Regions from separate parts of the Mus musculus genome. Here regions 1, 2, 3, 4, 5 and 6 are each linked to region 7. The links are chromatin contacts, called in public HiCAR-type and promoter capture Hi-C maps. All regions are on one chromosome and are shown on one strand. Each heading gives the region's core, a stretch centred on a gene start, on an enhancer-like site or on the middle of the called end of the contact. The rest is flanking DNA. Distances are from core to core; before and after follow the strand shown.

The links. Promoter capture Hi-C pulls out the DNA fragments that hold promoters and counts their contacts. HiCAR-type assays count read pairs that join an accessible place to other places.
Region 1: a promoter capture Hi-C map of pre-B cells shows a contact between it and region 7, with 3 times the contacts expected there. The contact joins the promoter of Pts here to the promoter of 4930550C14Rik in region 7.
Region 2: a promoter capture Hi-C map of hippocampal neurons shows a contact between it and region 7, with 6 times the contacts expected there. The contact joins the promoter of Il18 here to the promoter of 4930550C14Rik in region 7. A contact is called at or near these places in 2 of 39 promoter capture datasets (hippocampal neurons and liver).
Region 3: a contact with region 7 is called in a HiCAR-type map of astrocytes, with 4 times the contacts expected there. The contact joins the promoter of 1110032A03Rik here to the promoter of 4930550C14Rik in region 7. A contact is called at or near these places in 3 of 39 promoter capture datasets (embryonic stem cells, hippocampal neurons and liver), 1 of 115 datasets of contacts at active chromatin or transcription factors (astrocytes) and 1 of 9 other capture datasets (pancreatic islet).
Region 4: a promoter capture Hi-C map of pre-B cells shows a contact between it and region 7. The contact joins the promoter of Dlat here to the promoter of 4930550C14Rik in region 7. A contact is called at or near these places in 2 of 39 promoter capture datasets (the C10 cell line and pre-B cells).
Region 5: a promoter capture Hi-C map of stem cell-derived epiblast-like cells shows a contact between it and region 7, with 2.6 times the contacts expected there. The contact joins the promoter of 2310030G06Rik here to the promoter of 4930550C14Rik in region 7. A contact is called at or near these places in 5 of 39 promoter capture datasets (cranial neural crest, hippocampal neurons, pre-B cells and 2 more) and 1 of 115 datasets of contacts at active chromatin or transcription factors (astrocytes).
Region 6: a HiCAR-type map of astrocytes shows a contact between it and region 7, with 3 times the contacts expected there. The contact joins the promoter of Nkapd1 here to the promoter of 4930550C14Rik in region 7. A contact is called at or near these places in 1 of 39 promoter capture datasets (pre-B cells) and 2 of 115 datasets of contacts at active chromatin or transcription factors (astrocytes and embryonic stem cells).

What each region holds. Positions count from the first base shown.
Region 1 is chr9:50,527,310-50,530,009 of GRCm38.p6, reverse strand. It overlaps Pts (6-pyruvoyl-tetrahydropterin synthase), which reads left to right and starts at 1,354. Exons shown (of 6, transcript NM_011220.3): 1 at 1,354-1,453. The coding sequence starts at 1,374.
Region 2 is chr9:50,553,270-50,555,969 of GRCm38.p6, reverse strand. Il18 (interleukin 18) reads right to left here and starts at 1,270. Exons shown (of 7, transcript NM_001357221.1): 1 at 993-1,270. Bco2 (beta-carotene oxygenase 2) reads left to right here and starts at 832. Exons shown (of 12, transcript NM_133217.3): 1 at 832-949.
Region 3 is chr9:50,766,756-50,769,455 of GRCm38.p6, reverse strand. It overlaps 1110032A03Rik (RIKEN cDNA 1110032A03 gene), which reads left to right and starts at 1,272. Exons shown (of 4, transcript NM_023483.4): 1 at 1,272-1,598. The coding sequence starts at 1,557. Fdxacb1 (ferredoxin-fold anticodon binding domain containing 1) reads right to left here and starts at 1,218. Exons shown (of 5, transcript NM_198675.2): 1 at 1,001-1,218; 2 at 612-768. The coding sequence starts at 1,172.
Region 4 is chr9:50,658,445-50,661,144 of GRCm38.p6, reverse strand. It overlaps Dlat (dihydrolipoamide S-acetyltransferase (E2 component of pyruvate dehydrogenase complex)), which reads left to right and starts at 1,365. Exons shown (of 14, transcript NM_145614.4): 1 at 1,365-1,954; 2 at 2,356-2,457. The coding sequence starts at 1,679.
Region 5 is chr9:50,745,098-50,747,797 of GRCm38.p6, reverse strand. 2310030G06Rik (RIKEN cDNA 2310030G06 gene) reads left to right here and starts at 1,271. Exons shown (of 4, transcript NM_025865.3): 1 at 1,271-1,356. The coding sequence starts at 1,325. It also overlaps a transcript of Cryab not described here.
Region 6 is chr9:50,616,121-50,618,820 of GRCm38.p6, reverse strand. Nkapd1 (NKAP domain containing 1) reads left to right here and starts at 1,357. Exons shown (of 6, transcript NM_212449.2): 1 at 1,357-1,593. It overlaps Pih1d2 (PIH1 domain containing 2), which reads right to left and starts at 1,500. Exons shown (of 6, transcript NM_028300.2): 1 at 1,223-1,500; 2 at 172-375. The coding sequence starts at 348.
Region 7 is chr9:53,403,940-53,406,639 of GRCm38.p6, reverse strand. It overlaps 4930550C14Rik (RIKEN cDNA 4930550C14 gene), which reads right to left and starts at 1,354. Exons shown (of 9, transcript NM_001376944.1): 1 at 1,028-1,354.

The DNA of each region.
Region 1 (2,700 bases), core at 105-2,604, 2.9 Mb after region 7:
CCAAGAATTTGTCACTGTGCATTAAGCAAGCTACGTTTCCACATTTCCTTTGCTTAAACTCTTTCCTCTTGGGATTTTCTATTTACCCATCTGTTGGACTCCTTAAAACCCATCTCAGACTAATTTGCTCTTGGAAGCTTTCTTTTACTCTCTGACACAGAAATGGTAATTTTTCACTTGACATATTATTTGTTGGACTGCCCCCATTAAACTGAATTTTCAGATAACAGGGACCATTTTGTTGTTCTGAAGTACATGTGTCTAATACTTAAAGCATCTGGGATTAAGGTCTTAACTGTGGTGGTAATGCAGGCCCTTAATCCGAGCATTTGTGAGGCAGAGGGGCAGAGGCAGGTGAGTTCCAAGCCAGTCTGGTCTACAGACCAAGTTCCAGGACAGCCAAAGATACTTGGGTAAACATTTTTTTTAATTTAGTTTTTAAAATTTAATTAATGGATGGGTGATGTGGGGGCTGCCTTGCCAAAGGTGTCCATTTGAATTATGTATAGGATTTTATCCTTTTGAGACGGACCTTGAGCTTGTCACCCTCCTGCTTCAGCCTCAGTGCTGGGATCACTGATATATGCCATCTCTGACTGACAACATTTAATAGAAGCTAACCTTCTGAGACAAATATCTAAACACAGAACCAGCAAATGTTGCACAAGAGCGGTTGGGATTACACTGGAATACCTTTCCATTTCAAAAACTCTGAAAGCCAGGAATCTAAAACCAGGAACAGCGTATTCCTTCTGAGGGCTCTGAACGGTGAATCTGTTTTCTGGCTGTCTCTGGTTTGAGGAAGTCTCTTTGTATGACATTCTCTCACTTGGATATTGAGATGTCAAAATTTTCCTTTATTTTCCACTTAAGCTAGTGTTTTACTATGTTGCCTAGAACAGATCGGGACTCCTAAAATCAATGCCCCAGCTTCAGCCTGCAGGGTAACTCTAATGACAGTGCATTGCCATCCTTAGCTGGGGTTTCTTTTTGGTTAAGGACACTTTCAATGTGGTACCGGGCTGGAGAACATCTGATAAGGGCACCCAGACATTGGATTTGTCAAACCCAGGACTGTCAAAAATGAAGCGAAAGAAGAAGACACAAACTAACCTGGCAATTTAAAAATCCAGGCCTCTGGCTTCTCACCCACCCACTGGCCCCAGGTATTTCTGACTGCCTAGCGAAGACTGAACAGCAGGGGGCGCTAGTGTTTGCCTCCAAGTCGGCCGAAGGGTGCCGCGAGTCGAAACCACTCCCAGGAGTGCTTTCGGCAGGGAGGGCCGAGTTTGCACTGCGCAGCCGCGGGGGCGGGACTGGCCTCGGTCCCGGAAGCCGGAACCGCTAGCTTGTGAGTCTTCGGTCCGAAGACCATGAGCGCGGCGGGTGACCTTCGTCGCCGCGCGCGACTGTCGCGCCTCGTGTCCTTCAGCGCGAGCCACCGGCTGCACAGGTGGGGTGTGCCCACGTGTGTCACCGCACGCGCGGGTCTTGTCCCGCTATGTCCCTGGGGGGCGTGGCCACGCGCGTGGGTTAGAGCCGAGCTGGGGCGGGCCGAAGAGGAAATGGTGAAGGTGCGGAGCTGCACTACCGGCACTCACCCGGGAGAGGGCGGTATAGCTCCGATCCCGGAGGATCCACTCTGGAGAGTTTCCCTCCAGAGGTTGCCCACATCCAGAGGTACAATGACAGGAGCATGGGCTACCGGGTGCAACCCAAGGTAGTTTTCATCCCCCTTTTACCAAAAAAGTAAAACCAGCCTTGATACTTTCCAAAGGAGCAACACAGTCGGGAATTGAATCCCAGAGAAACAAGACCGCACCTGAGAGTTGGTTTCAAAGGGAGCTTCGTTACTCACTTGAAGGTTTGCTCTTTGGATCTGCATGTCATCATCAGAGAACGGCCTTTTCTAACAACAGGGTTGTCATAGGGAACAGCTGACACTTGTCATCCCTCTACCCCCACCCCTCCGTGTGGTCAAGTTGGGTACAGTGAGAATTTTCTTCAAAAGTCTTGTGAGCTGTACTGCTCTAAGTGCGCAGTAGGAGAGAGTGAAGGGGATAAGAAAGAGTTTAAAGAATTTAAATAAAAAGTTGTGTTTGTGTGTGCTTGTGTGCTGTGTGCACAGCTTGCACGAAAGAGTCTGTGGAAGCCAAAAGAGGATTCCTTGAAACTGGAGTTACAGGCTTCTGAGCTGTCACGTGGGTGGGCTGGGACCTGAACCCTGGTCTTCTGCAGTAGCAGTAAGCACTCTTAACTGCTAAGCCATCCTTCCGGCCTCTCAAAAGGGATTTTTATAATAGGAAGCTTACACACAAGGTTAGTAAGGATGCACAGATAAGTTGACTGATACAGATTCATTAAGCTAATTGTTTTCTGTCTGGAATGACAGCCATGTGTAGTAAGTTTAAAGTTTCACCTGACTTGAGTGTCCTGGAACACATTGGTAAGGTTTCCACTAGGCAACTGCTGAGGCAGAGGAGGGCAAGATTGTGAAAAGAAGAGCCTGAGGTCATTATTTGTCAGGAGGAATGACGTTTTTAAGCCGCTGGAGGATATGTATGTCTTCGTGCTTATCACTGCTCCTTGCTTCATCTCTTATCCCATAGCTAATACTCAGGGCTTGTTGAATTGGAAGGTGGAGCCGGGATGTAGCACAGTAGGTAGAGTGCTTGACTACACAGTGCCTGCTTACATAGA
Region 2 (2,700 bases), core at 21-2,520, 2.9 Mb after region 7:
AGAACTCACTCTGTAGGCCAGGCTGTCCTTAAGCTCTCAGAGAATTCCAGCTGCTCTGCATAGATTGCTAGAATTAAAAGAAAAGAAAAAACAATAACAAAATAATGGGGTGCTGAATCTCATTTTTTGTTATTTTTGCTTCCAAGCAGTGTTTGTTATTTAGGTTCTCAAAGATACTTGTTAAAATAATAAAATTATGTACTGTGATATGTATTTATGGTCTCCTGTCTGTGCTTTATTGTGAGAGAATGCTTTTCATAAAACTAATGAATATCACCTTTAATTTCAGCACTCAGGAGGCAGAGGCATGTGGATCTCTGTGAGTTCGAGATCAGCCTGGTCTACAGAGTGAGCTCCTAGACAGCCAGGACTATACAGAAAGACCCTGTCTTGAAAACCCAGCTCAACGCAAACTAAACCAAAAACAACGCCCCTCCCACCCCAAACACCTAATGAATGTAAAAGAAAAGGGATGAGAGGAAAGGGAAAAGGGTGAGCTATTGCCTGCCAGTCTAAATTGAAACTTCATTCTGTCTGAATCATTTCAGAGGAGAGAAGTTGTACAATGAACCCCTGAATCTGGTTCCATGGACTTAGCGGCAGGTGGGGGCAAATTCCAATAAGGAATGGTTAAGGAGGGAGGCTATTATTGGTCCAATTTTAATGTCAAAGGTTAGAGTTGGTTAGGACACTTGCCATAGAACTGAGACTAAGTTAGTGTTTTGAGCCCCGCCTCTCCTTTTCCCTCCCCTCCAGTCCCATTTGATCTCAGAGCCAGGGACAACCCAGGCTCATTATTTACTTAATCAGGCCAGTGGCTGCAGATTCAGAAATCTCAAGACCTGAGTTAAGAACTGAGTTAAATACTATTTCTCAACTGTTTCTGCGTTTCCTCAGCAGCCTTCTTGACACCGCAGGGTTCTTCCTGTGGCAGTGTACCATCGCCCAGGTAGGGGACTCCCCTCTACCCGTTCCTTTCCTGGGCCACTTACCAGTCTGCAGTTGGACTGCTGCGCCCGGGGCCTGAGGATTATAGCAGGCTTCCAAAGCCTCTTTGTGTGATGCAGGCAGCACACCACAGGGGAGAAGTGAAAGCAAGCTTGTTTTACCAACCACAGGATTGGTGTACTCATCGTTGTGGGAACAGCCAGTGTTCAGTCAGCTAATGTGACGCACTGGGGCAGGATTCAGCCCAGAGATCTGATTTGTCCTGGATGCCTCAAAGGGTTTTTCTCTATCCTGAGTTTTCCCAGCTGAAAACCACTGCTTTGTATTCGGATGCAAATGTTTGGTTCTCCTATTTGCATTCTGGGGAACTGTCTCAAACCCTGTGGTTTTTGTTCTGTAGCTTTCTATTATAGTTACTACTTCAAGGATTTATTTTCAGTGATTGGTTAATTATAGAACTGCCAGAAATGGCAACAATATGCACAGTTAATTATAAAGTTATTTAACCATAGTAACTTATATAGTATGCTGTATTGTATGTAAGGCAGCATGCTAGGTGCTAGGAGTGGGGAGGTATAGCTAGACTTTGTATTCAAAGAATACTGCCAGGAGAGGTTGTAAAGTGCACTGGCCTTTTATCACACAGGACAGCAAGATAAGGGCCACCAGAAAGCTCTCCGAAGTTGTAGCGAGGAAATGGGAATTCGGTGCTTAAGAAGCAGGTGACCCAGAAATTGGAACTTGAAGGTTGAGTTGCATATGCAAGTTTCATCTGAAGGAGATGAGAAATATCCTAAGTGAAGAGAATAGAATGGTCATGAGACTAGGGAGCAATCCAGCTAGGCTGGAGTGAACAGCTAGGGTGGGCTGAGGGCCATACGAGGTCTTTAAGTGCCTCGCCTGCTCAGGTAGTTTCAACAATTACAAGTGATTTGTGATTGAATGGATGGAATTCACATGGAGGAATGAATGATGCAGCCAGATTTACATGTAGGAGATTTAATATTCACATTATTGCACTGGTGGAAAAGCATCTTCCCCGCTCATCCAGATAAATTAGAATCTCTAGACCTGATGAGAGCTGGAGGCAATTGTCTGAGGTCTCTAACCCTTAAGATGGTCCAGTGGCTCCAGGAACTCATCTCACTAAGTTTCTCTTTCCAGACTTCAACTGAGAGGCTGCCAAGAAAGAGTCAAGGGCCTGAGTTAGGCAGCAGGAAGTGACACATAGGAAGGAGAAGTTGAGGTACCAGGGCTGAGGAAGATGGGCTTCGGATAGGAAAAAATCTGTAGTCCCAGGAGAGAGACTGATGAAGACAGAGTTACCCGTGCAGAATTTTGAGCCTGGGGAATTTATATGTAAGCCACAGAGTCATCTTTTTTTCAAATTTCCCCTACTGGCCTGTGCCACTGGGGTCAGAAGAACTGTGCTGTAAGGAGAGTGAGCAAAATGAATTCAGTGCCCACAGAGAGACTGAAGCGAGATGTTTGCTGGTGGAAGAGCTGATTCAGAAGAGGAGATAAAGAGTTGAGAGTCGGGTCGAAGACATAACTGGAGAACTTACGAATCAAGATGAGATTACTAAGGGCCAACGTTGAAATTAAAGGGTAAAGGTCCAAGGTTATACTTTGACATTTCCTTGGTGATAAGAGGTCAGTAGAGGAGATTAACATTTGCTAAGTATCATTGCATTTCATTATGATGGGAGGTCTGAGTAGGAGTCATTAACCTCTCTTAACCCTTATTTTATT
Region 3 (2,700 bases), core at 23-2,522, 2.6 Mb after region 7:
CTTAAATCCAATCTTGTCGTCATCAAGCTATACTGACTCTTACGATTTGCATTTTTTAAAACCTTTTTGAGGTGGGCTGAAAGATTCAGCAGTTAAGAGCACTAGCTGTTCAAAAGTTCAATTTTCAGTACCCATATGATGGCGACACCAATCAGTACTCTAGTCCCAGGGGAACCAATGTCCTCTAAGGAGGCACACAACTGTTGCACAGACATGCATGCCGACAAAACACCCATATCCATATTTAAAAACACACACACACACACACACACAATTTGGGTAATGGTGCTTGCCACCAAGCCTAGTAGCCAAAGTTCTATCTCCTGGATACACGATGGAAGGAGGACCCGCTTCTGTAAGTTGTTCTCTGACCGCCACACTCATACACACACTAATTTTTGAAAAATAAACTTGCCTTTTCCTTGTAATTTATACTTTAACATCTAGGGTTATACGTAAATCTTTAAGACAAGATTATGGTTTTCTCTGGGTTTTATCTTCTTTCCTCGTGTATTCTAGCAACTTATTTCCCCAACGACAAAGTTTGTGTGCAGTGATTTGGTTATGGGAACCTGGAAACATTTTCTATGCCAGGACTCGTCTTGCCTCACCTCTGGAAAAACTTGGCAAGCAGTTCCCTGTTCTTAGCTACTCCAGCTTTTCGTCCACAGTGCGGGAAGTTGAAATAAATTCGATCAAAATCCCTATCGTCGGCTGGCAAGGCATGTGACAGCTGGGTACAGTCCACACCAAAACGCACTTCGACACCTGGCAAGGTTTAAAGGCGTGAAATAGAGACCAAAAGACGTCTTAAGATCTGTAAACCTGGACAAACACCACCACTCAATGCATGGTTGGGTTGCCAACAATGCAGCCCAGCCCAGACCTGAGCACACACGCGCATCCGCCTGAGCGCCCCCAGGAGGCGCCCTCGAGTTCCCCGCGCGAGCCACACCCTTACGCTCCGGGCGGGCCCTCGGGGCGGGCTGGGACTTGCTACCTCGTTCGCGCAGGCGCTTTAGGTTCTCTAGCGCTACCGGATCTCCCTCCAGAGCCGCCCGGTGCTGGAAGCCGGTAGCGGTAACACTGACGCTGGGATCCAGGCCGTCGATCAGAGAAGCGGCGAAGGAGAAATTCCCCTCCCCGACCAACAGGAGGCGCCGGGGAAGCATGGTCTCCTCCGGCTTACCTGCCGGCGCTCTCCGGGGCGCACATTTCTTACGTCACTTCCTTCGCGTGGGCCTCGTCTCCCTCCCCTCCCCACTCCACCCGGCACTAAGTGATGACGCATCAACAGCTTGTTACCAGGATAAACATTTGGAGCTACTGCTCGGGAGCTTCGAGCGGGGAAGTAAAATGGAGCTCTTGGCCTTGCCCCTTCACCTTTGTGCGCCTCCAAAGGCTCGTTTTCTTTTCAGTACTCGGACGGCCCAACACGGACGGCCCTGAGCGTCTTCGCCATTCTTGCTTGAAGCATAACTGTCACTAACTGAGGGGTGAGACGAGTCCTGCGTATTCCAGAGGCTCAGGACGCTGTAACTGCACCATCTCCTGACATGGCTGTCTCCTGTTCTCTCAACCACTCAACATATCTCCAGGTGTTTATATATCCTATTTTCAAGAAGTAACATTGAACGCCTGTCTTGTTCCATAGCACTGTGAGAGCAACTAGGTGTATGGATGAACTGGAAGTGGCCTGCCTGCTGTCAGATGACAAATGCACACAGCAGAAGAGGCAACTCGAATAGAATGGGGTGTGTACCCACCGTGAGTGAAGGAATTCGGGATACTATGAATGAAGCATACACAAGGGGAAGCCCTACGAAGCTGGGGAAGGGAGACATAGATTCCCTGAAGTTAGCCTGAGCTGAAAGCTAGTTGGGGGAGGGGAGCTCGTTTTAGTTAGGTAAAAAGGATTAAAAAGGCAGAAGGAACAATGTTCATAAAATCATAGTTAAAAAAAAAAAAAAGTTATGTTTGACTGGTTGAACACAGTTGGCCGGGAGACGGACTAGCAGGTGACACTGTAGAGTTAAAAAGGAAGCCAGACCAAATTGAGTGTTTTAACCATTTAATAGCCTAGACCCTATTCTGAGAATATAGAAATATATTATAGAATATAGAAAGCCACTAAATGACAGCCAGCAGGAGGTCTCAAAATGTAAAATGAAAAACTTTGAATTCATTTGAGAAAAAATGAAGCTACTTTATTGATTTGGTAAGGGCTTTTTGTCCTTGACAATCCTGATCAGGTGACCTTCAGAAAAATCAACTTTCCTCCCAAAATCACGTTTGAAAAGACAATCTAGCACTCTAACATTGATCAGATGGGCGTGTCTATCTGGAAGTAGTTAGCTAAAAACTGAAAACCAGCCACCACAATAACCAAGTATAGCCAGCTGTGGTGGCACACACCTTTAGTCCCAGTACTTGGGAGGCAGAGGCAGGTAAATTTCTAAGTTCAAGGCCAGCCTGGTCTACAGAGTGAATTCCAGGACAGCCAGGGCTACACAGAGAGACCCTGTCTCGGAAAAAGGCCAAGTATTCCATTTCTCATTACTAATGAATGATTCCCATCTCAAGAACCCACCCTGGGCTGACCTAGCTAAAGAATACTCAAAAGACCATAAAAAAATGTAAGGATGCTCAAGAATTTGCAAAGAAATATGGGAGAAAGTGACCTATAGACTAAACTGCCAT
Region 4 (2,700 bases), core at 116-2,615, 2.7 Mb after region 7:
GATGCTGCTTCAGATAAATATGTACCATATGAGCTGGCAAGATAGCTCAGTGTTGGTCTGGAGAGATGGAGTTGGTTAGCATATACACAGAAAATAATGTCATAATTTAATATATATATATATATATATATATATATATATATATATATATATATATTATATATATACATAGAATAGGAAAATCTAGGGAGACATTTACTGGAAAATTTAGTCCTAATCTCAAACCAAAATTCACTGATTGATTTTCTATGAAATTCAAATCAGCCACGGCAATTTTAAAATCCAAATACTCATAACAATTCAACCTAAAGATTATACTACTATAATGTTTATATAGAAGGGATAACTGTGGGAAATGTCTTTCTGCAATTAAATCATTATGCTCACGTGAGAGCAGAACACTTTGTACAGTAAAACCAGTGCGAATCACACCATACACGGGGAATCTGTGCCAAGGTGTTTCAGGCAGTGTTGGCTGGCCTCGTGTGACACCGAGGGCATGGCAGTACAAAGGGCACGGGTGTCCTCACAGCCACAGCTGCAGCGACGCGGTAGGATTCAGTGTAGGCAGCAGTAGTGAGAAACAACCTAGGTTGGCGCGGCTGGGTTCGGCAGCTTTTCACTGTTGCCATTTTTTTTCTTTTGACCCCACATTGTTACTCCATAGTTTAAGAAAGGTTTCTGTTGTTGTTTTCCTATTGAATTCACAGAACTGCGGGACAGCACGACAACGACTTTCGCAAAGTTGTATCTTAAACCTTTCTTTAAAAAAAAAAAAAAAAAGAATCTCAGTATGTAGCCCAAGCTGGCCTGGCAATGAACAGCATTAAACCAGGCTGTCCTGGAATCTAGGGTTCCACCTGCCTCTGTCTCCGTAATGCTATAATTAAAGGAATGTGTGTGTGTTAAAATATTTTCGCTATTTAAGAGGATACGGTGGAAATCTGGGGGTAATAAAACTGCTTTTTACAAACAAGTATCTTTATAGAGGAAATATAATTAGTCTTCTGTGACTAACTGGAAATGTGAAAATGTACCTTTCTCTTGGCTGCCCTTCACATCATTTGGCTGAAAACCCTGCTGCTCCCGTTTCCGGTGGGTTAGGGACCTAGGACAGCCTGCACGGGGCGGGCTCTGCAGCCAAGGGTCACCCCCTGATCCCCCGTCACTCGAGGGCCTTTCCTTTCTCCAACTTTCCAAGGTGCGCCCGCACCCATCGACCTAAAGCTTTGCATTACTGTCAGCCCGGGCTCTTTTCCCCAGCTTTTTCTTAAAGCAAAGGCGGTCGTTCCCTTTGGCACCGCCTCCCTGCCCTCAGGCTGCAGCCGGTCCGACTCTCGGGTCCCTTAGAGCGGCCCTGGTCCGTACTTCCCATCCTCTGCGACACCTCTCCTAGGGCCTTTCCCGTTTCTCCCAAACGTGCACCGCCCCCGCACTGCCTCGCAGCGCCTTCGTCACCGCAGATCCTAAGCGGCAGCCTCCCGTCCCTCTCGGGTGTCTCCGACGCGTCCCCCCCGCAGAGGGGCACGGAAACCCTACGTTCCGGTCGCCCGTCCAAGCAGCCGCTTTTACGACACTGCGCGACCGCAGTGCGCGGCTGACGGCAGAGCCGCGCTGCTCTTGGAGAGGTCACTCCGGAGACGGCGGAGCCTTTGGGGCGTGGGGGTCGGTGGCAGTAATGTGGCGCGTCTGTGCGCGGAGGGCGCGGAGTGCTGTGCCCAGGGATGGGTTCAGGGCTCGGTGGGCGGCCTTGAAGGAAGGCCCCGGGGCCCCATGCGGGAGCCCGCGGATTGGCCCCGCTGCGGTCCGTTGCGGTAGTGGGATCCCCCGCTATGGGGTCCGCTCCTTGTGCGGCTGGAGCTCCGGCTCCGGCACTGTCCCGCGTAACCGCTTGCTGCGACAACTCCTGGGGTCGCCCAGCCGCCGCTCTTACAGCCTCCCTCCGCATCAGAAGGTGAGTGACCCACCCTGGAGCCTGTTGTCCTTCAGAGCCCGCTCCTTGGCGTGGGGAATCCTCCTTGAGAGGCCTCCGACAGCCAGCTCCCTCCCAGATCTATTACGGTCCCTCGCCCAAGACCTTCCCAGTGGGCATCTTTTCTATTGAAAGAGGTCTAAGCCTGCGGCTATGGGCAAAAGGTCTGAGAAGTCTCACGTGCTTTCTCAGATCCACTAGACTGACTGGAGGATCAACCTGCCTCTGAAAGTCATGAATTTCTGGAGTGCTAGATCTCCCTTTGTATCTCCAGTGAACAGTTTGAAATGTGACTCAGTAAATACTCTGCATGAACTTGGGTGGAATGAAAGCACGCCGAGGGCTAAGTATGCCTGTTTAAATGTATGCTTCTTTTTCTGCAGGTTCCATTACCTTCCCTTTCCCCTACAATGCAGGCAGGCACCATAGCCCGCTGGGAAAAAAAAGAAGGGGAAAAAATCAGTGAGGGTGATCTAATTGCAGAGGTAAGTCTTAAAACACGCAGATTTTACCTAAGGGAGTGGCTTTGCTGAATAGACTAAAGCTTAGCCTTCTGGTAGGTAGTTTCCTCTTTCTCTTTAAGAAGCAGCTCCCCTCCCACCTCCCCATTTATTAGAGATGATTGGTTAGCTACGTTGTCAGCAGCTAGCTAAATTGTTTTTGAGATCACGGTGTAACTCTGGCTGGCCTGCAATGCTCAGAGATATCCCCCCCCACCCCCAATGTTA
Region 5 (2,700 bases), core at 22-2,521, 2.7 Mb after region 7:
AACATGAGATAGTAGAATACAATGCTTAGCCATCTGATCACTGAGAACAATAGTAGTAACAATGGTTAAGACTTACTGAGGGCGTCCCATGCGTCTGGCCTGTTCAGAAGCTTTGTACACACATACCTCATTCAGTTATCACAGCCCTATGAAGTGGCCACTCTCAGGCCCGTTTTTCCCAAGATGAGGAGGAATTCAGAATCCAGTGTACTCCATGGAGTTCAGGGCTGACTATGAATATTCCAGGACAATACTCAAAATGCCAAGAAAATATTGAAGATCGGAATTGCAGGTTTCAAAGATTTTCTTAGAGACATATTCTCCCTTCTCTCTTTCCTTTCTTTCTCTCTTGTTTGTTTCTGTTTATTTAAGACAGGGTACCTCTATGAATTCTATGAATTCCTGGCTGTCCTGAAACTTGCTCCTGTAGCCCAGGCTGGCCTCAAACTCTCAGAGATCCTCATCCTCCTGCCTCCCGAGTGCCAGGAGGTATACACCATACTCAACCTGGTAACATATTGTCTCAGGGGAATTCATTCAGCTGCCTCATAGTTTCTGGCCAGGGAAGAGTGAATCCAATTTTGGGTCATTGGAAGCAGAAGCTACAAGCAGGGGTAAGTAGAGATTTCATGGTCCTGGACTGGGGAGAGAACATTGAGTGCTCCGTGCCAATCAGTTAGCCATCTGGTTTATACCAGAAAGAGGATTAAGTAATACATTCAGTACTTATGCCTTGGTGTGCTGGAAATCTAGATGGTAAATGGTTAGGAGATATGCGCACATTATTAATTCTAGTCGTGGGAATATGAGAGCATTCCATTTTCCTACATTTCAGGTTCCAAAAGCCTCTAGGATTCAAACCCAAATTGAGGACATCAGAAACTAGTACCAATTACCTTGACAGTGAAACTCAAACCTGAGTGTGGTAGGGCAAACGTAGTGGCCGAGCTTTGACTCCCTTATGGAGGGTCTATTTCAAAGGCCGTGCGATACAGAGAGACACATTTCCTATGGAAACTCAGAGCCCTTTTGTATCTCAGGTTTCTTTATAAATCGAAGCTTGCAGCTTCATCAAAAGGAGTTTCAAATCCCTAAGGTGAGATAACTCTCACCTGGAGCCCGTGTGTCTTCCTGCCCTTTGGCTGCGAACAGTCACTTGGGAATCATTCCACCAGGTGGCTTCCAAGGTCCAACCTACTCGGTTGAAATCTGATCCTGACAGACTTCCTGGGAGCCGTTGCCGTTCGCTCAGCCGGGAACCAGGAAATGCGCAAACCTCTTTATGTCTGAAAACCAGCTGGGCTCCCTGGGAGACACAACCGCCATGGGAAACCGGCTCTGCTGTGGGGGAACCTGGTGAGTAGGGCCGAAAGGTGGAGGGGACCGCCTCCGGTGGTGGATATGAAACCCTGAGAATCAGACAGCCTGGAGACCGTCCGTGCCTTCCTCCACCTGCCACGTCCTAGGTGGAGCAGAGAGCGGTGCCTTAGGACGCTTGGAAAACACAGCAAGCTGGAGAGTGGCCAGAGGTTGGCTGCACCGGTGGGCCAGCCTGGTTTCTCTCTTCTCTCCTTTCCTTCCTTCCGATGCTCTCTCCTTTTTTATTCTTCCGCAGATCATAATAACGGGAGCATTGGAGTGCTCTCTATGTGCAGTCACTTTCTAATCTGGGTTAATTGTCCCAGGTCTTCTGTGAGTGAGTGGTCTTACCGTTGTTCCCATCTTGGCCGGTTAAGGAGCGGAGGCTCAGAGAAGGTAGTGTCAGTCACATGGCTAGTAGCTTAGCAGGTAAAACAAGATTCCAAGCGCGGAGGCTAGACTTCAGGGCCCATACTTTCCTCACTAGGTAATCAGAGATGTGACCATGGATTGAGCAACTGAATTTGGACAAATGTTTGTTTGAAACTGCAGAAGTGGGAAGGAAGAGAATCCACTGGAACTGTGAATATAACTTTCATGCTATTTGCTGTGTGGCCTCATGCAGTCCAGTCAATTCACTGGGTCCTCGATTTTTTTAAAAATATACAGTCCCTATTATTTGTATCATAGGTTGGTTTTAGAGATCGAAAGCTAGTAAGAACAAAAAATACAAAATAAAAACAACAGCAACAACAACAAAAAACCCCACCAAATAATAGATTATTTGTGGTTTTTGTAACTTTCCCCCCAGGGTGTTCACCACCACTACAAACTCCCAAATATGGCTTCATCCTGTCAGCTGCCTCTTAGCTATATGATCCATGTCTGGGTCAGAGTTCAAAGAATACTTATTTACAGGTAAACATCACATGTAGAGAGAAAAGTGAGATACATTGGAAAGCACCTAAAATTTGAAAACAATACTAGACTCCAGTCCTGTGCCTGCTAGTTTATTAATCTAGTTGGTTATTAAACAAATATCAACTGAGCATGTGCTGGGTACCAGGAAGTGACAGATACAGAAGTCAGCAATAAAAGGAAACTTGGATAAACATGGTAGTGAATGCCTTTGATCCCAGCTATTGAAAGGCAGAGGCAGGCCATTTCAGGATAGCCAAGGTTACATAGAGAGACCCTGTCTCAAAAAACTAAAAATAGACAAATAAATAAGACCCTGCCTATAAGTGTATATTTGTTTACATGTATATTTATTTATTCTTTGTTTGATTTTTAAGGCAGGTTCTCTCTCTGTCGTCCTGGAGCTCTCTATGTAGACCAGGC
Region 6 (2,700 bases), core at 108-2,607, 2.8 Mb after region 7:
CTTATTTTTACTCCTTCAGTGAAATCTTCCATGTGGTTTCATTTTCTGTTCAGAGAGTTTTAGTAAACTTCTCTTGTGTTAAAGTAGCGCTAGAAAAGGCTACTGTATCCCCTGGCTAACCCAGAGTAGTTTTACTGAAGACCTCTCCTTCCTTGCATCAGTTCTACATACTAGGATCTTGGTCTGTATGCAGAGTTGAGGTTCTGGGTTGACACAGAGCTGTTTGCCATCTTTCAACTCCTGCTGAATGAAGTTCCGGTAGCGCTCGGGGTCATTTTCAGCCAAATCATCGAGCATATTCCAGAACTGGGAAATGTGGGTAAGAAGACCCTTTGAGGACACCGTCATGATGGTGATGAGACAGGCCTTTGGAACCTGCAGAGAGACAGGACTTGAGAAAAGGCATGTAAGGTATTTACTGCCCTGTTTCTTCTTTCAGGGAAGGAGGAAGGCTTTTGCAAGTGTGCTGCGGGTCTTAACTAAAAGATTGCACACCCATACTGCTTTATCTTGGCTTTCCTACAGTCTGTGAGTAGAACCACTTCCTAAATTCCTACGTTGTACCTGTACTTCCGTCTGGTCTTCATAAATACAGAGGGAACAGAAAGGACTTTTGTTCCAATAGTTGGATATTGGCTGACTTGGTGCCTTCCAGACCTGGAATTGTGAGGTAGGGGTGTGTGTGTGTGCGTGAAAGAAAGACGGGTAGAGAGACTGGGGTCGGGGGAGACAGATACATAGACAGACAGTATAGTAGTTAAAAGTAGGCGCACTGGAGCCAGTATGCTTACGTTCTTGCAAACTTCAGACATCTATGTTGCCTTGAGCAAGCAGTGTATATACTCAAAATAAAGATGAGGGGGCTGGAGAGATGGCTCAGCGGTTAGGAGCACTGACTGCTCTTTTAGAGGTCCTGAGTTCAAATCCCAGCAACCACATGGTAGCTCACAATTCTATAATGAGATCTGGCGCCTCTTCTGACATAGAGCTATATATGCAGAACACTGTATATAATAAATAAATGAATCTTTAAAAAAAAGATAAGGATTAAGAACACTAATATTTAAAGCTGGAACATTATGTGAGAGCAATAGTCAAAGATTCCGCCCTCCTTCAATCACCCTCCTTCTGCAAAAGAGAAAGTTCCCAATATTTTTAAAAAGAGGTTTAGAGTCTTCAAATTATATATTAAAGTTAGATTAAATCAACAACGAATACACACTTAATCCAAACGTGGGGGAAACGCGCACGTCTTCTCTCAGTTTGCCGACAAACTGCGACTCCGGTTACCATGGTAACCAGTCCCGGTACACCATCTAACTGGGTCCGGAGAGCGCAAAGTAGAGCTGTGTCTCTATATCCAGTTCCGGTTCTCTTCTCCGGGTCCGGACTGGCTCCTCCGCAGGCCGTCCCGCTTGTCTCTCGGGAGAGCGCCGCCTTCCTTCCTGCACCCGTCAGCTTCCACGGCGACCGGCGAGCCCGCTCTGTGGGAGTCTCCGGTGGGAGGGAAGCGTTTCTCCGGAGCACGACTTCCGGCCCGGAAGGAAGCCGCCACCTTTTCTCCCACCCCGCCACGCGAGGCTGCGGCGCACGGTATGGGTGTGTGTGTGTGTGTGTGTTTGTGTCGGGAGGGCGTTGCGAGGGAAGGCCGCCGAGAGCGCCGGGGCTGCGGCGGGGCAGGGAGCCCGCTGACAGACATGGGGGCGCTTTCCCCCACGTCCCCTTGGAAACCTCAAGCTCCCCCCGAGGCACTCTAGATACTTCCTGGGGCCCAACGGAAGGCCGTGCCCAAGCCCTGTGTCCCCATTCTGTCCCGGGAGTGAAAGCGAGCCGCCGGGCGCCGGCCCAGCCCAGCGAGAGCGGGGAATGCCCCGGTCCGCCCGCCCGCAGGCCGCTTTCCGCGCCTGCGCCTCCTCTGGCCTGGGTCCCCGAGAGCGAGCCGCCGGGCGGGCTCGGCTGGGGGAAGGCAGCCGTAGCCTGGGCCTCGGGTGAGGAGGGCACAGTAACCGGTGGGAAGGCTGCGTTTTCACGAAGGACTCGGGTGAAGCTGCAGAGCTGCCTTTCAGCCCTGACTCCTTGGCTTCCTGGGTCGGAGGAGATCTTGTAATGGAGTGGTTCTTCGTCTCACACTAACAGGATGCCTGATTTCCTCAGGATCGAGGGGTGAGTGAGCATCGGGACAGTGGCACCAAGCCCCTGCTAGCTACACATGTGAATATCGTTGTCTTCTGGGTTTTGGAAAGTTCCGTACAGTGTAGGAAACAAAATGTCCTGAGTAGAGATATTTAGGTCATCTAAAAACTTTTTTACAATTCAGTTTATTTTTTTACTGTTGACATACGTGGTGTTTGATGCCTTCAAATCTTCGTGTTTATATCTTTGCAAGCGAATTTTGGGGAGTTTTGAGATTTGATTTCTAGCCGGGACACTAACACACCCGTTGCCTGAGTCCATGCAGCCTGGGGGCAGGTTACGGCTTTAAGGAATTTGATTTTGAGGAGTTGGGGTAGAGTCCAAACTCGGGGATCCCCATAGGTTAAAAGGCCAACCGAAAATGTCTGGGGAATCATATTGTATCTGTATCGATCACGTACAGACCTTTCCCACTTTGGTCATTATTTTAATCTCCATCGTAACATTTACATAACATTTGCATAGTTTTAAGTATTATAATTAATCTAAATACCCTCACTCATCCTA
Region 7 (2,700 bases), core at 105-2,604:
CGATAAGGAAGAGACTAGGGGTTAACCTTGCCCAGCTTCTCTCAAGTTCTGAGGCTATAAGACTGGCCCTAAGAGTATTTGCATTGTGAAAACTATCAAATGTTTTAAATCGGTATTTATGACTTTTTCTAGTTGACTTAAGATTTAAGGATCTATGGCGATGTGTTAATGATGCAAATTAAAGGTGTAGCGTGTGCATTGCCATTCTGTCGTGACTAGCACAGCAACGCAGAAACGATCCCGAGGAACAAAGGCACTTCGTGAAAGGAGAAAGAAGACCAAAAAGCCTTGGCACGTTCAACTATACTAAATGTTGCTAGTGTACTAAATGGCAGGTCAGGTAAATGTGCATGAGTACAGTCAAAAATGAGAGAGAGAGACCTAACTGCTGATTACCAGCAGTGGAGCCGCAGAGCAAAAGACCGAGGTTGTTGAGGAATTGACAAAGTAGGCTCTGGGCTGTTATGTGGAAGCAGGGACACAGTAGCCAGAAGATGAGGCTGGACTCAAGAGGGCTTGTCTTTTTTAAATATGAGGCACTAAAACGTGAAAATATTGTTAGAGAAGGAGAGATGAAAGGCGCAGGAGAGGGTAAAGGAAACTTATGATTCAGAGCAGAACCGTTTGCTATGAGGCTTCAAACCACGTGGGAAATACTTCAATTCTAAGACCCAAGGAGCACAAGGAAACCATTGCTTAAGTCAGGACTTTACTACACCCAGGTGCGAACTGCCAATTAGGAGAGGACTACCAGCCAGTCTCAAACCAATAGCCCTGTGCTGGGATTCAGAGGGAGCCCTGCAAGTGGACACCCTTGTCCTGTGGTTTCCTCCAACTCCAAACCCGTATTCCCGTTCTCTTTACTAAATTTTATTTTTTTCAGCAAATGTGTCTTCACGATTTTGCTATTCCTCTTTACCTATACATCTTGATACTGAGGGACAAGACAGAAATCCTAAGCATGTACCCTTTAGAATGCTCCCTCCATCTCTAAATATTTTAGGGAGAAAAATCTAAAACCACATACTGCATTTAACAGGGTGGAGGAAACCCAATGCGAGAGGTGGGTTAGCAATATCCCCGAAGCTGCAGCTCCTGAGTTAGGGCGAGGCTGGAGTGGGGGTTGGTGAGGTAGAGGAAAGCTTTTCCATCACAGCAGAGCAACTGTGCCAGGAGAGGGGTTTGGGGAACAGAGCATGGAGAAGGATGGTAGCATACTAAGATCGTGAGTATTTAGCGTCTTTCAGCAGGCCAAGATCAAACCAGACACCAGAGCAGAAAGGAGCTGGGGAGGGAACATGTCCCTTGACTTGCCAATCTCTGTCGCTCTCCGCTGTTTCCTTGGTAACGACTTAGTCAGTCGGAAATGACTTAATAGCTCCTTCCCTAGCAACCTTCTTAGGCCCCGCCCCCAACCCTGACCATTCTCACTTTGATGTTTGTTCTGGTAGAAATCTCGCTCTCTTCCAGTCTCAGTGCCATAGAGGCAGAGGACTTGAGAAAGGAACTCAGAGAGATCTCGGGCATGTGACGGGCCTTGCTGAAGGCCTAAGTAACATGAGGTCTCAGACTAACGCTATTTCTAAATTTAAGCTCCTTAGCCTGACACGGGTTTTAAATAGAGGACTTCACAGAACCCGAAAGCACACTGCATATTTAATGCATGCTTTATTGACTTGAATGTTGAATATCCTGCACGCCGACATTACCTCAATGTCAGAGTGTAACAATGTAAAATGAAGAGTATTCAGACCTGCCCAGTTCTATGTTCTTGCATGGAACATAATTTGTGAGGAAGATGAACTTCTAGGAAAATATTTTCCTTACATACTAAATGCATTTTTACGGGGGGTGGGGGCGGAATCTCTGTAGGAAATTCGGTGACAAAGTGAATGTCAAGACCTTCAAAATTATCACAGTTTCCATAAACAGGGCCTTGGGCTTTGGTTCTCCTTCAAGACACTGTGGCCATGCGTAGAGAGAATACTTGTGTGTTGTATGGATGCATCACCTGTCAATTAAAAAGTCTGTGGCCTATGGCTTAGGCAGGAAATGGGAGGTGGAACATCCAGGAGGCAGAAAGGATTCTGGGATAGAGTCCCAAGGGAGAATAGCCCGGGAAGATGTGAGGAGACCGACTCATGGTGCCTGAGCATTGATAGCCAGCCATGTGGCAAAATGTAGGTTAAAATAATGGGTTTATGTCGATTATGTAAGTTATGATCTAGTCAGAGAAAACCCTGGCTTTATGGCCAAGGTATTTGTAAATATATTTTGAGTCTAAGTCTTATTCCTGGGAGCATGAAGCTGGGAGTCAGAACCAGCCACGTGTTAGCACACAGATAGGAGTAAATTTTTTTTTTTTCGAGACAGGGTTTCTCTGTGTAGTTTTGGCTGCCCTGGAACTCACTTTGTAAAAAAAAAAAAAAAAAAAAAAAAAAAAAAAAAAAAGGATTAATTTTCTTGTTTTTGTTTAAATTTTTTTTCCATAAGGGTTTTTTTTTTTTTTTTCCAAGGCAGGGTTTCTCCATGTAGTCCTGGCTGTCTTGGAACTGCAAGGGGAATTGGGGGCAGGGCACAGACCCTCTCCAGCGTTGCAGACTGGGTGTTTTAGGCAAGGGATTGTGGGCTGTGGTTAGGACTTTCCCTCAATCAGCCACAGTCGAGATTTTAACATGTCTTAAAATTTGGGATTATAGT